2 separate regions of the Macaca mulatta genome follow, and region 1 is linked to region 2. A link is a contact called in public Hi-C data. All regions are on one chromosome and are shown on one strand. Each heading gives the region's core, a stretch centred on a gene start, on an enhancer-like site or on the middle of the called end of the contact. The rest is flanking DNA. Distances are from core to core; before and after follow the strand shown. Region 1 holds the start of URB1 (URB1 ribosome biogenesis homolog). Region 2 holds the start of CFAP298 (cilia and flagella associated protein 298).

What was found. A called contact is a pair of places that touch in the nucleus more often than the background predicts.
Region 1: a Hi-C map of CD4 T cells shows a contact between it and region 2, with 2.8 times the contacts expected there. The contact joins the promoter of URB1 here to the promoter of CFAP298 in region 2. A contact is called at or near these places in 6 of 14 Hi-C or Micro-C datasets (CD4 T cells, cortical neurons, fetal cortex germinal zone and 3 more).

The regions. Positions count from the first base shown.
Region 1 is chr3:14,947,879-14,954,541 of T2T-MMU8v2.0, reverse strand. URB1 (URB1 ribosome biogenesis homolog) reads right to left here and starts at 4,716. Exons shown (of 40, transcript XR_003727897.2): 1 at 4,459-4,716.
Region 2 is chr3:14,739,064-14,745,641 of T2T-MMU8v2.0, reverse strand. CFAP298 (cilia and flagella associated protein 298) reads right to left here and starts at 4,836. Exons shown (of 7, transcript NM_001194041.3): 1 at 4,123-4,836; 2 at 763-930. The coding sequence starts at 4,261.

The DNA.
Region 1 (6,663 bases), core at 3,467-5,966, 210 kb before region 2:
TGAAAAAAAAAAAAAAAAACAGACAAAGGGACTAAATATTTCTATTAAAACACACTTAGTAATTATCAATACAGTAAAATGCAAAATGCCACGACCTTTGAGAAACACACTACAGTCTTCCTAGACACATCAGAACAGGGTGGTCTGCTTTAGGGAGTGCCCAGGCATCCCCAGGGGGTCCTTCCCCCTCTGCCTTGGGGCCAGAGGCAAAGGATCTAATCCTTCTTTCCCACACCAGCTGCCATCACCCTAGTCGGCACCTCTGAAGACCAAACACTTCCTTTAACCTCTCTCCAGAAATGACAGTTTCGAGATCCTTCTATGTTCAGGTCACTTTCTATGTTCCCTTGAAGCATGAGGCCCAGAACAGGGCTCGGTACTGCAGGTGAGCTCCACTAGCTGAGCAGAGAGGACCAACACATCGTTCCTCTTGGACAGCAATTCTGCATGTCGCAGATTCAAGTCCAGATGCTGCTAAGCAACATCTGCCCAGGGACGCATGAGCAGGACCTTACACCAAAAACACAGCAGGTAAGAACACAAACTGGAGCCAGACTCCTGAGCACGCATCCCTGCTCGGCCACTTACTAGTTGCATGGTACTGAGTAACAGTGAACTCTGAGCTTTGGGTACCTGACCTGTATAATGGCACAAGAACAGAACCTACCTGACAGGGTTTGTAGGAAGGGTAAAAAGGCTAGTTTACACATAAAGCCTCTAGCATCACACTTACGGCAAGGTAAACCCTCAAAACATAAGAAGCCCCCCAGGCGTCCTCAGCAGCAGCAGTGAAAATCCGGTCACATTCGGTCTCTGCCAGCCTCACAGGTGTTTTCAGATCCCATTTTATGCTGCAACATTTTCCGCAGCAACCACCGTCATTCCTTTAACAGTCACCAAGGGAGTGCATCTGCCATGCCAGGCGCTGCTCTGAGCGTCGGGGCCAGACTCCATCACTGCTGTCTGCAGCATGGTCTGGTGGAGATTACAAGCAAGAGCCATGGGTGTTCTGGCCGAGGTGACTGTGGGTCACAGGATTCAACCGGCACAGGCACCCTGGAGTCATGCATAATACCTGCTCTGTCCCTCAAGAAAACACAGAATGCAGGTGATAGCAAGGGCTGTTAATGCAGAAAGAGCAGTGCAACTACTTACTCTTTTTAAAGGAATTATTCGCCAAACTCTAGCATGTAACTCCCAGCATTCCAGAGTAGTACAGGGTGGAAACCGCTGGCCTGTTACATTTGCCGTCTCTTTGCAGGTTCATCTTTCCATACACCATTTACTGGGCACCTACCACGTGCTCCAGGCATCACAGGGAGTGCCCAAGATGTGCTGGTGAGCAAATCAGAAATGGCCTCTACCCACAAGGTGCTTACAATCTAATGGTAGAGACCAACGTGAATATGTATTAAGCACCTACCGCAATCACTTACACAGACACATACGGCACCTGTAGGAAGTACTATCAAGCAAACATCAAGAGTGTAATGAGGGCTGTAACTAGGGAACATGATCTAGATTAGAGGGTTGGGAAGGTTTCCTCTGAAGAAGTAATGCTGAACCTATTATTAATAATAGTAAACATAAGTATTGAGGGGGCAGAGAGTGAGACCACATTCCAGGCCCCAAGGCTGGAGGGTACAGAGTGTGACTGGAGCCAGACAAGTGGGGAGGGGTGATTGAGTGAGTGAGGAGGGTAGCCTGAGATGAAGTCAAAGAAGCAGGCAGGGCTAGATGAAGCAACGGAAATGACTTTGGATTTTATCCCAACGGCAGTGGGACACCACTGAAGGGTGTCACGAGAGGAGTGACATAATCAGATCTGGAGTTTTAAAGGATCATCTGACTGCTGCACACAGCACGGGCTGTAGGGAAGCAAGTCCAAGAGAGACCAATTCTGGGCAACTCTAGCCGGGGTCCCAGCCAGGGTCCCAGCTGGGGCTGATGATGCCTGGACTAGAATGATGATGAAGGAAAGAGAGGGAGCAGACGGACTCCAGAAATTCTCAGGAGGAGAATCAACCAAGGCCAGGGGACAGACCGATGCAGACAGAGGGCTCTGGCAGGAACATCCAGGTAATCAGAATTACCACTTAATGCAGCGGGGAAACCAGAAGCAATGCGGGGAGAAGGGGATCAAGAGTTTAACCATTAGTGTACTCTCTTACAGTATGGTCTTTTCTCTATCACCAGTGGAATCATGGGCAAACATTTTCAAAGGAATTGGCTTGGAGCCAAACCCTTCTTGATGGGGGATCCTCCCACAGGCTGACATTGATCCACTCTGGAATATCCTCAGTCCTTACCAATCTAACCCTGCAGCTCTTGTTCCTCCACTACACGAAGGGAGCATCATCAGAACCCTTCCCTCACATGCCTGGTGAAAACAAAGTCTCCTAACAAACATCAACTTCACTTCCCTGATCCTCCAGCAATCCTATCATAGGAGGTTACGAGAGCATATCAAGAGGAAGAGAGGAGAGAATTCAAGATACAGACCAGACTCAAACACTAGTTCAACATAGCCTCAAACAAGAGATCCACACTTTCACCCACTGACTCAGCTTTGCCCCATCTTTCAACTACTCACTTACACCCATGGGCTGTCAACCCAGGTTTCCTTCTGACACGTGTTCACATGATGTAGCACCTGAATGTCATGAGACTCTCTGTGCAAGACCATGAAATACAGATACTACATCTTTTTAACAATTAAACGTGCTCTTTCTTCTGCCAGAAAGGTTCCTGTCCCTGTCCCATCCTAGAATCCTTTTGAAAAGCCACTTCCTCAGGGGAGCCTTCTTTGAGCTCCCAGATTAGATCCAAGGCCTGCTAAACACCCTCAGGCACCATGTACCTCTCCTTTGGAAAACTCATGCTTGAAACTCTATGTGTATGATTTTGCTGACCGATATCTGCCTTCCTCACTCGACTGGACTGTTTGTAAAGCCCCACAAAGGCAGAGGCTTTTTGAGATTTTTACTCATCACTTTCTCTCTACCTAGCAAATAATAGCCTCTAGTAATACTTAATGAGGCTGGGCGTGGTGGCTCATGCCTGTAATCCCAGTAGTTTGGGAGGCCGAGGCAGGCAGATCACCTGAGGTCAGGAGTTTGAGACCAGCCTCAACATGGAGAAACCCCATCTCTACTAAAAATGCAAAATTAGCCGGGCGTGGTGGTGCATGCCTGTAATCCCAGCTACTTGGGAGGCTAAGGCAGGAGAATTGCTTGAACCTGGAGGCGGACGTTGCGGTGCGCCAAGATCGCATCATTGCACTCCAGCCTGGGCAACAAGAGCGAATCTCTGTCTCAAAAATAAATAAATAAAAAATAATGAATTCGGAAATATATAATTCTATGCTAATGTAAGTATCATCTTCCTAGCTGTGACTAGCAAGTACAGGTATCAAAACTTTAAAAACAGGCCAGGTGTGGTGGCTCATGCCTATACTCCCAGCCCTTTGAGAAGACAAGGTGGGAGCATTGCTTGAGACTGGGAGTTCGAGGGCAGCCTGGACAACATAGTGAGATTCCATCTCTACAAAAAGTGAAAAAAAAAAACATAGCTGGGAATGGTGGTGTGCACCTACAGTCTCAGCTACTTGGGGGACTGAGGTGGGAGGGCAGCGTAAGCCCAGAAGTTCAAGGCTGCAGTGAGCCATAATTGTGCCACTGCACTTCATTCAACCTTGGCAACACAGCAAGATCCTGTCTGTTAAAAAAAAAAAATCAGGACAAAAATTGAAGTTGAAGCTATTTTGGCCATTAATTTAATAATTTATTTATCCTGAGAGAAAAACTGCCACTGTTTTATGTTAGAGCAATGCTTCCACATGGCAACACGTTCAATTGCGTTTTTCCCAAACCATGTTACTTTCCGAACGATTACAAGTAGTCGTGAAGGATGGTCACACTTCACAAAAAGTGTAATTATAGAGTCGACTCCATCTCAGTCACTGGCCCATTCCTGGTAAACTGACAAGTAGCTGTGGTGGCTTCCAGCAGCTTGTTACAAGTCATCAAGTCAGTATGAGTGCTGGGGGATAGAAGCTCTTGAAAAAACGGTGCTGACGCCCCAAGGAGTAGCAAAGTGTATCATGAACCGTCCTGAGCTGACTCAGTAAGGACTCAACAGAGAAGGACACTTCATTTACTTCCCTGACAACTGCAATAAAATTTAGAACTAGCGGAGGGATGCTGCCTGGGCAAGGGAAATAAATGTGTTGTAACGTGAAATGGTCCCAATCAAGCAAGTCGGGGTCCCCTCGCTATCGCCGATAGTCCAGAGCAAGGAAGTACAGAGCAGTCCTGAACCTCAGTCTTCTGCAAACCAGAGGCTTGCTACTGAGCCTAGGTGACCCGAAAGCTGAAGAAAAGAGAGGTTGTGCCTGGCACACGGAGGCCGCCTCGCCAGCCTGTGCTCCTGATCCTGCGCCTGCCGCCCCGGACTCACCTGGCCCGGGGCCCTGCGGGTCCTTCAGCTGAGCCTTGAACCGCACGCCCGTGAGCTCTTCTTTGCGGGCCCGCTTGGCTGCGCCCGCGGAGGAAGCCGCGCCGTCCTGGCCACTCGAGGCCTTCCTCTTGGAGACCCCCATGGCCGACAGGGCGGAAGCGCGACAGAAACGACACACCTGAGGGGTCCCGGCAGGAGCACTAGCACAGAGAGCGGACACGCGCTTCAGGACCACATGGGGCAGGAAAGGGCGGGGATACCGGAAGAGGCGGGGCTCGGGGAAACGCAGGCGGAAGGCGCGGGCCCGCTGGAGGCCGGGACCGGCGGAAGGGGCGTGGCCTGTGGAAGGGGTAGGCCGGCGGGAATCCAGTCATGGGTCTCCCTGTGAGTTTGCTGTCCCGGTTGGCTCGGTCACGGCATGGGGCGAGCGGACACTCCACGACACTCCCCTCCCCCGGCTGCGGGGTTTGGGGTGCACTGGGGCGCGCTCCTGATCCCGGTGGCTCTCTCGGGTGCTCTTGGCAGGAAGAACTCCCAGACCTTTCACTCCTGGCCCGGCCGGTCCGCGAAGACGCGGGCCCCGGCGCATACAAGCAGCACAATGAGTAGTTCTTGACCCGAGGTCGCCCTGACGGTGTCGCATGAAGAGCTTGCTTCACACACAACAGGATTCGATACTTTGCCAATTTGAGACCCGGGTGGCTGGCAGGGAAGGCGGATTCGCCTTGGCTAGGTGCCGGGCAGGTCCCCCTCTGCGGGTGCCCCTGACTTCGACCCCTAGCTTATGTCACAGCCCGAACCAGATCGACTGGTCTGGTAGGATGTCACTCCAGACTGTCCTCCACCCCAGACTTCCCCAAACTGATGGGCTGTTTGTGCCGTACAGGGTGGGAGGAGAAGACCAAACGAAGTAACGTCTGTAAAACCTCTTCCTGGACAGCATAAGGCCTCCACATCTAAGTTCCTGCCATTAAAATGGAGACAGCAAAGCCAACCCTATCCAGTCCTTGGGACTGTTATGAACAGAAAATGATGCAATGTATGAAAAACTGCTTTAACGAGGAAAACAATACAGTGTGTTTTTGGAAGATGTTATTGACTTGTGAACCGCATTAAATGCTCTGAAATAAAATGAAAGTAAAAATGAATAAGTAAAAACAGGCTGGTACATATTTTAATACGACTTCATCAATACTTGGGTATGTGTCCAAATAAATCATGAACCAGCGGATTAGATAAGTAACTTGGTGATTACTGAAATTCTCCATCAGGTTGTCCTCTAGTCTAAGAAAATAGTGTTTCATATTCTGTAAGCAGATATGTTTTGAACATCTGAGGATGTGGCGTTTTGTGGCCTGTTGGGGTTGTAGAGTTTCTAGTAGAAAAAGCACGTGTGTTGACACTGAGCCTCTGTCCTGACAAGGTTATTGTGCTTGTGGAGATGTCTGTTGTAGGCAGGTCAGAGATAGGGTGTCACCCCCAGCAGATATGAGCTAATGCAGCAGTATTGAGAGGGGGATATGCTCAAAAAGTCATCTGTAAAAGGCAGCACTCATTAGTGAATACAGACTTAATTCTGACTGATTATCCACACTGGTCCTCTTTGGTTAATCGCTAACCACCAACTTTGTTTTCTGCCATGGTGGTCCCAACCAAAGAGTTATCAGAGAGCAGAAACAGTCAAAAGCCCTGAGTTCGGTTTCTGCCTGTGTGACCTTGGTCAAATTACCATCTCTCTGCGCTGGTTTGCTTTACAAACAATTAAAGAGCATGAGGAACTTCCCAGGATTATCCAGCTAGTAACTGGTGGAGCCAGGACTCACCCAGTGTATCTTAGTCCCAAATTGAAAGCAAAGAAACAGAAGTTGGCAGTGCCCATTTACAGCCTTAGCCAGAGATGTGCGTGATGGCAAGTGTGGCTCAGAAGTGCATTTTGATGCTTTAGACTAAGTTAATGTCATGAATCGTTGATGCTGGGTTAACCCTTTGTTCGGTTATGAGGCTCACCAACCTCTGGATAGTGACTTGGCTTTCCATATCAAAGCTTTGCATTATTTGCCTCCAGGAGCATTCTGGTTTGTTGCAGACTATGTGGTACTGCTCCTAGGACATTGTAAGCCGAGGAAAAAAGCTGAGGGCTTTTGTACTTGTTCTCTGTCTTTGAAACTCTTTGCCCAGAGCTCAAGTGGCTCAGATAGTCACTTC
Region 2 (6,578 bases), core at 3,587-6,086:
ATCTGCCAACAATTATTAGGTGGAACCACATGAAATTGCCAATACTCAACCATTTTTGACCTACAGAAGGGAAAGGGTCATGTCATCTGGTTCATCGAATATATTTAAAAGCAAGCTGCAACTTATTAAGAGCAAAACAAAAACTTCCTTTATCTACCTAATTCATCCTAGATTAGAGTTTTACCACAGGAGCTACAGAGTACAGTATTTTCTAAGTCTGTAGAGAAATGATGAGGTCAATTTTTGAACATAAAGAACTGCTTTCTTTACTAGAAAACCAAGTCCCTTGTTCCATCTCTGCTACCTCTGAGGGGTGTAAGCTGCTTTAAATCCTCCCCACTGATTTGTATAAATTATTTATGAAGCATTGACGTGAAGTTTTATAGAAGGTCTCAGACCAGGCGCGTTGGCTCATGCCTGTAATCCCAGCACTTTGGGAGGCCGAGGTGGGCAGATCACCTAAGGTCAGGAGTTTGAGACCAGCCTGGTCAACATGGCAAAACCCTGTCTCTACTAAAAATACAAAAATTAGCCAGGCGTGGTGGCGCATGCCTGTAGTCCCAGCTACTCAGGAGGCTGAGGCAGGAGAATTGCTTGAACCTGGAAGATGGAGTTGGCAGTGAGCTGAGATTGTGCCACTGCACTCCAGCCTGGGCAATAGAGCAAGACTCCCTCTCAAAAAAAAAAAAAAAAAAAAAAAAGGAACTGTTTTCATACTTATGCCTATATAAGCATGCACATAGAAGAGAAATCCTCACTTACCTTGCCCATTCCTTCGTCCAATATCATCCTTTTTAAATACTGCACCTCCACTGGGTACACATTTTTCACCCCATTCATCTTTCAATTTCAATTCTTCAATCTGATCATCAGTCAGTCCTTGCATATTAGGAGGGAGAAATATGCCATGTTCAGCTAATTCTTCCATTTCTTAAAAATAAGCAAAAGACAGTATCAAAATCACAACACCTCATAGCATTGGAACGTAAGCTACAAAGGGCCAGGGGCTTGCCCAACTGGCTCACTATTTTGTGGAACAAATATTTATATGCCACTTGCTAAGTGCCAGGCCTGGCCTGGACCCTTGACAAAGAGTCATTGATCCACCCTCAGCCAACAGCATAGAGAGCTCAGAAGCTCGCCCCAGGTCCCAGGCAATCGGCCTGTAGATTGAGGGGCCAATCATTTGTGCTCTGTTGTGCTTCCTAACTCTGGAGAAGCAAAATTACTATTCATTGAACACCTGAATATATATTCACATGGGTCTTACAGTTTTCCAAGTGCACTCACATGGACTATCTCATTTAATTTAACCTTGTACATTCCCCCCACCCTCCTTAATTTATAAGTTGTATCATGTCAGGCTTGCTCAGATGACACAGCTGCAGCTGATATCTTTTTTCTTGAGACGGAATCTCACTGTGTCACCCCGGCTGGAGTGCAGTGGCACGATCTCAGGCTCACTGAAACCTCCAGCTCCCAGGTTCAAGCGATTCTCCTGCCTCAGCCTCCTGAGTAGTTGGGATTACAGGTGTCCGCCACCATGCCCAGCTAATTTTTGTATTTTAATAGAGACACGGTTTAGCCATGTTGACCAAGCTGGTCTCGAACTCCTGACCTCAAGTGATCCACCCACCTCAGCCTCCCAAAGTGCTGGGATTACAGGCATGAGCCAACGCGCCTGGTCTGAGACCTTCTATAAAACTTCATGTCAATGCTCCATAAATCATTTATACAAATCAGTGGGGAGGATTTAAAGCAGCTTACACCCCTCAGAGGTAGCAGAGATGGGACAAGGGACTTAGTTTTCTAGTATCATGTTCACTATTCAAATGCATGGCTGTTTTTCCTAATCCTTATATATTCACCCCAAAACCAGTCCGCATTTTAACCTTGCAAAATTGCCTTCCTTCCTTTCTCTCTCTCTCCTTCCTTCCTGTGAAGGATGCACTTGGATCTCAGTGTTCCCATAACATTGTGTGAGGACGTCACCTGACCTGAAATAATACAGTATTACGAATAAATGGTGTCACTGAATGGGATGTTTACTGTCTCCCTCTCCACCACAGTCTAAGCTACTTATTTCTTAAAAATAAGGGAAGGTTAGATAACATCTATCACAGTCATCATGATGCCACCTCATACCCCATTGGAATGTTACCTTCCAGGGGTCAGGGGCCTTGCCCATCTGGCTCTCTATTTTATGGAACGAACATTTATATGCCACTTGCTATGTGCCAGACCTGGCCTGGACCCTTGACACAGGGGCACGGTACTGGTCTTATTCATCCTTGTCTTTCTTTTCTTTGAGACAGGGTCTCCCTCTCTCACCCAGGCAGGAGTGCAGTGGAGTGATCTCAGCTCACTGCAGCATTGCCTCCCGGGTCCAAGCGATTCTCATGCCTCAGCCTCCCAAGTAGCTGGGACAACAGGCATGTGTCACCACGCCCAGTTCAGTTTTGTATTTTTAGTAGGGACTGAGTTTCACTATGTTCTAGGCTGGTCTAGAACTCCTAGGCTCAAGGGATCCACCTGCCTCTGCCTCTCAAAGTGTCAGGATTACCCGTGTGACCATTGCACCTGGCCCCATCCTTGTCTTCTGAAGGCTGAGCACTGGTGCAGAATAAATACATGAATTTTAAGTTCACTAATGTGACTCTCAGCATTCAGCACATTTCCAATTTATAATGTTATAGAAAGAAAAGACAAATTCCTTTTCTCCTCAAATGCTTTAAGATAACATTTAATATTGTGTTTGTGTTGGAAGCTCAATTAATACACTACACATAAGTTTCATGAAAAGAACCATAACCCTCAGGAATTTCTCCACGGTGCAGAAATTACAAGTTCTGCAATTTAATCAATACATTTAATAATAAATCACATATTCATGCAATTTAATAAATCACATAAATGAATATACTATTTATTGCAAATAGTTACGTTTGTATTTTCTATGTATACATAATGATAGTTATATAAACACTTAGTAATATCCTACACCACATCAGAAAGTATCATCCCGTCAAGTTCAAAAGCTATGCTGTCTAATGCGGCAGGTACTCACTCACTTGGCGATTTAAATTTATTCAAATTAATTAAAATCGGCCGGGCGCAGTGGCTCACACCTGTAATCCAGCACTTTGGGAGGCCAAGGCAGGAGGATCACCTGAGGTCAGGAGTTCGAGACCAGCCTGGCCAACATGATGAAACCCCGCCTCCACTAAAGATACAAATATTAGCTGGGCGTGGTGGCATGTGCCTGTAATTCCAGATATTTGGGAAGCTGAGGCAGGAGAATCCCTTGAACCCGGGAGGCGAAGGTTGCAGTGAGCCGAGATCGCACCACTGCACTCCAGCCTGGGCGACAGAGAGACCCTGTCTCTCTCTCTCTCTCACACACACACACACACACACCCCACACACTATATATATATTTAATAAATTAAAATGAAAATGTAAAATTCGGTTGCCTGGCCACACTAGCCACATTCCAAATGCTCTGCCACACGTGGCCGGCGGCTACCCAATGGACAGCACAGATGGGGGCCCTTCCACCGCGGGGAGATTCTGCGGAACAGCGGTGCCCTGGAACCTGCGCGGGGAAGGGAGACGGCGCCGCCAAGCGAACAACAGGCCGTTTCCAGGGCGGGGAAAAATCACCAAGGCTTCCTCAACTGTAAGGAGCCGCCCCAAAGCCAGGTGGCTCGCTGCTTTACATCGGGCGACTAAAAATAGTAAATTCAGCTTTTAAAAGCCCATCCAGTTCTCATCTCACCCCTCACACGTGATTAATTGCACTAAGTCGGCTGTTCAGCCCGGTCTTTAGGTTCCCTCCTCCCTCCCCAGCCCATTTCCACTTATTCGCAGCACCCCAGGATTCGCAGCATCCCGGCTCCGAGAGGCACCTGGGCCCACCTCCCAGCCCGGGATGCCAGACAGGCCGGACCTTCGGTTCCTTATTCATCTCCGGTTAACCCTAGTGTCCCGTTTCAACCCCGGCTGCTGCAAATCTCTTCAATAATCTTCACAAACCTGACCCCTCGGCCCATCCTGCCCCTCTTTCTCCATCCCACGCCTGTCTCTCGATCTGTCCCGGCTGGGCCCGCCCGTGAGCCGCACCTGAGCAGAGGCGCTGCACCTTGAGGCGCCCATTATAGACCCGGGCCACCTGCACCGTGAGCTCCTCCAGCTCGGTGCTCCCAGGCGCCTGCAGCAGGAACTGGCTCTCGTCGCCCCGCTTCACGTGCAGCAGAACCATGGCGGTCCCGCCGAGGCACTGAGGCGGTGAGAAGGCCCGGGCTGTGTGGCCCGCGGATCCGGCCGGCCGAGGGTCGCCGGATCGCCAGCAGCGGCGACGTACTAACAACAGCCGCTCGGGGGCCCGAACCCCACGCTCCCGAGCCCGCAGTGAGCTAGGGAAACGGCACTCGCTCCCGGAAGTGGATGTTGCCAGCAGCAACAGTGAAGCAGAGTCAAAAGAGCCGCCAGCTCCAGCTCAGAACTCGCGTAGCGGAGGCTGGTGTGCACTGAGGCCCAGCAATCTACGCCCACATGTAGCTGCCGCCGGGGAAACCACCCACACAGCCTGAGAGGGCAGCTGATTCTGGCCGGGCCGACGGAAGGAGATTCGCAGAGGCCCCTCCCGGAAGTGACTGTTGTCGTGGCAACTTCCCAAACACAGACCAAGCCGCTGAAGTGGAGGGTGGACCTCCCAATCGACTGGTCTGGGGCCCGAGATTCCACTCAGGGAGATACGTGGGCTGAGGTGGGAGTTACTAGATGGGGAATGGGAGGGACGGCAGGCAACATACGCGCCGAGTTCCGCAACTGCCGCCCCACAACCGCTCCACATTCTAGCGTCCCTTCCGCCGCTTTCAGTCTCCACTTCCGGCAACGCCTCCATGCTGCTTCCGGCCTGGGAAAGTTTGGCGGCAGCGACCTAGAACTGGGTCGCTCTGTTGGCTGCTGTTTGCGCGCGTTTGCTTTTCAGGACGGAGGGGCCAGGGCGAGTGTCCGCACTTCTTCGTTCAGGCTGATTTGGATGGCGTTGGTAGGGTAGCTCCAGCGTTTCCTGCCTCAGCGACCCTTCCCGAAATATCCAGCGGACTCTTGCAGAAGTCGATCGGCGTCAGTCGCTGTTTCTTCCGGGCGCCGCAGATCCACAGTCACTGCTCCCATGGAGCTTATATTTTAGTGTGACAAAGAGAAAATAAAAATAAATGGCAGGCCGGGCGCTGTGGCTCACGCGTGTAATCCCAACACTTTGGGAGGTCGGGAGTTCGAAACCAGCCTGGCCAACATGGTGAAACCCCGTCTCTACTAAAAATACAAAAATCAGCCAGACGTAGTGGCACGTGCCTGTAATTCCAGCTACTAGGGAGCCTGAGGTGGGAGAATCGCTTGAACCCGGGAGGCGGAGGTTGCAGTGAGCCTAGATCGCGCCACTCCATCCTCTGCGACAGAGTGAAACTGTGTTTCAAAAATAATAAATAAACGGACAATGCAAATTCAAATACAGGACTAAAAAAACTAAACAGGTTGATGGACTTCTTAGGTTGGATGGTCAAGGAATGCCTGAAGAGATGCATAACATTTGCAGAGTCCTTAGTAACAAGGCGTCTAGGCGAGATGGTGCAAGGCCTCTACCCGTTGTCTCGTTCTTGGAGGGGAGCAGTGCTGAGTACATATTGATTTGACTGTTACAAGCGCCCGCTACTTCCTGTTCCTTAAGCTTTGGAACTTTGGTCTTCTTGGTTGAAACTGGGGAGTGTGTGTTGGGGAGGGGGCGTGTTGGGCGAAAGGGTATGACTGAAGGCCTGGAAATGCCCAAAGCCAATCTGGGCTTGGTAGGAAGACTGATAACTGATAGTGGATAGAAGGGGGATGGAGCCTTGGGAGAGGGGAAGATGTGTTATTATTTCTAGTACTGTTGAGACAGGGATCACTCAAACCCCGGAACAGGCAGTACTGGTCTGATTGGCAAATGCCTATCTCGCCAGGGGAAATGGGCTACTATGTTTTCTTAGCTCCTGACTGCGGGCCATAAGGTCATACCCTTTCTCTTGAATCCAATTCTGTAGTCATCAGCTTCTTAAAATTTTACAGTATAGCCTTCCAGATAGAGAGCTACATGTCCACAAACTTACATATTTTACGGGGTCTCCATATAATTGTTAATAATATTGAGAAATGTGGAAAATCGTTGCATAAGAACCCATGTTTTGACCATCCAGTTTTGTTTAAATATGTAGCTTAGTAATCATCTAGTGATTATTAAATCATCTAGTGATTAAAATAACCACAGATCAAGCCCGTGCAGTATCTTTAAATTTGTCAGCCCTGGTATTTGTGGTCCTCATAATTTTATTATAACTGCATTCTGTTCAGCATTTTCTTTTCTTTTCTTTCTTTCCTTTTTTTTTTTTTTTTTTTTTTTTTTTTTTGAGACAGAGTCTCACTCTTGTCGCCCAGGCTGGAGTGCAGTGGCTCATTGCAACCCCTGCCTCCTGAGTTCAAGCAATTCTCCTGCCTCAACTTCTTGAGTAGCTGGGATTACAGGCACCCGCCACCAGGCC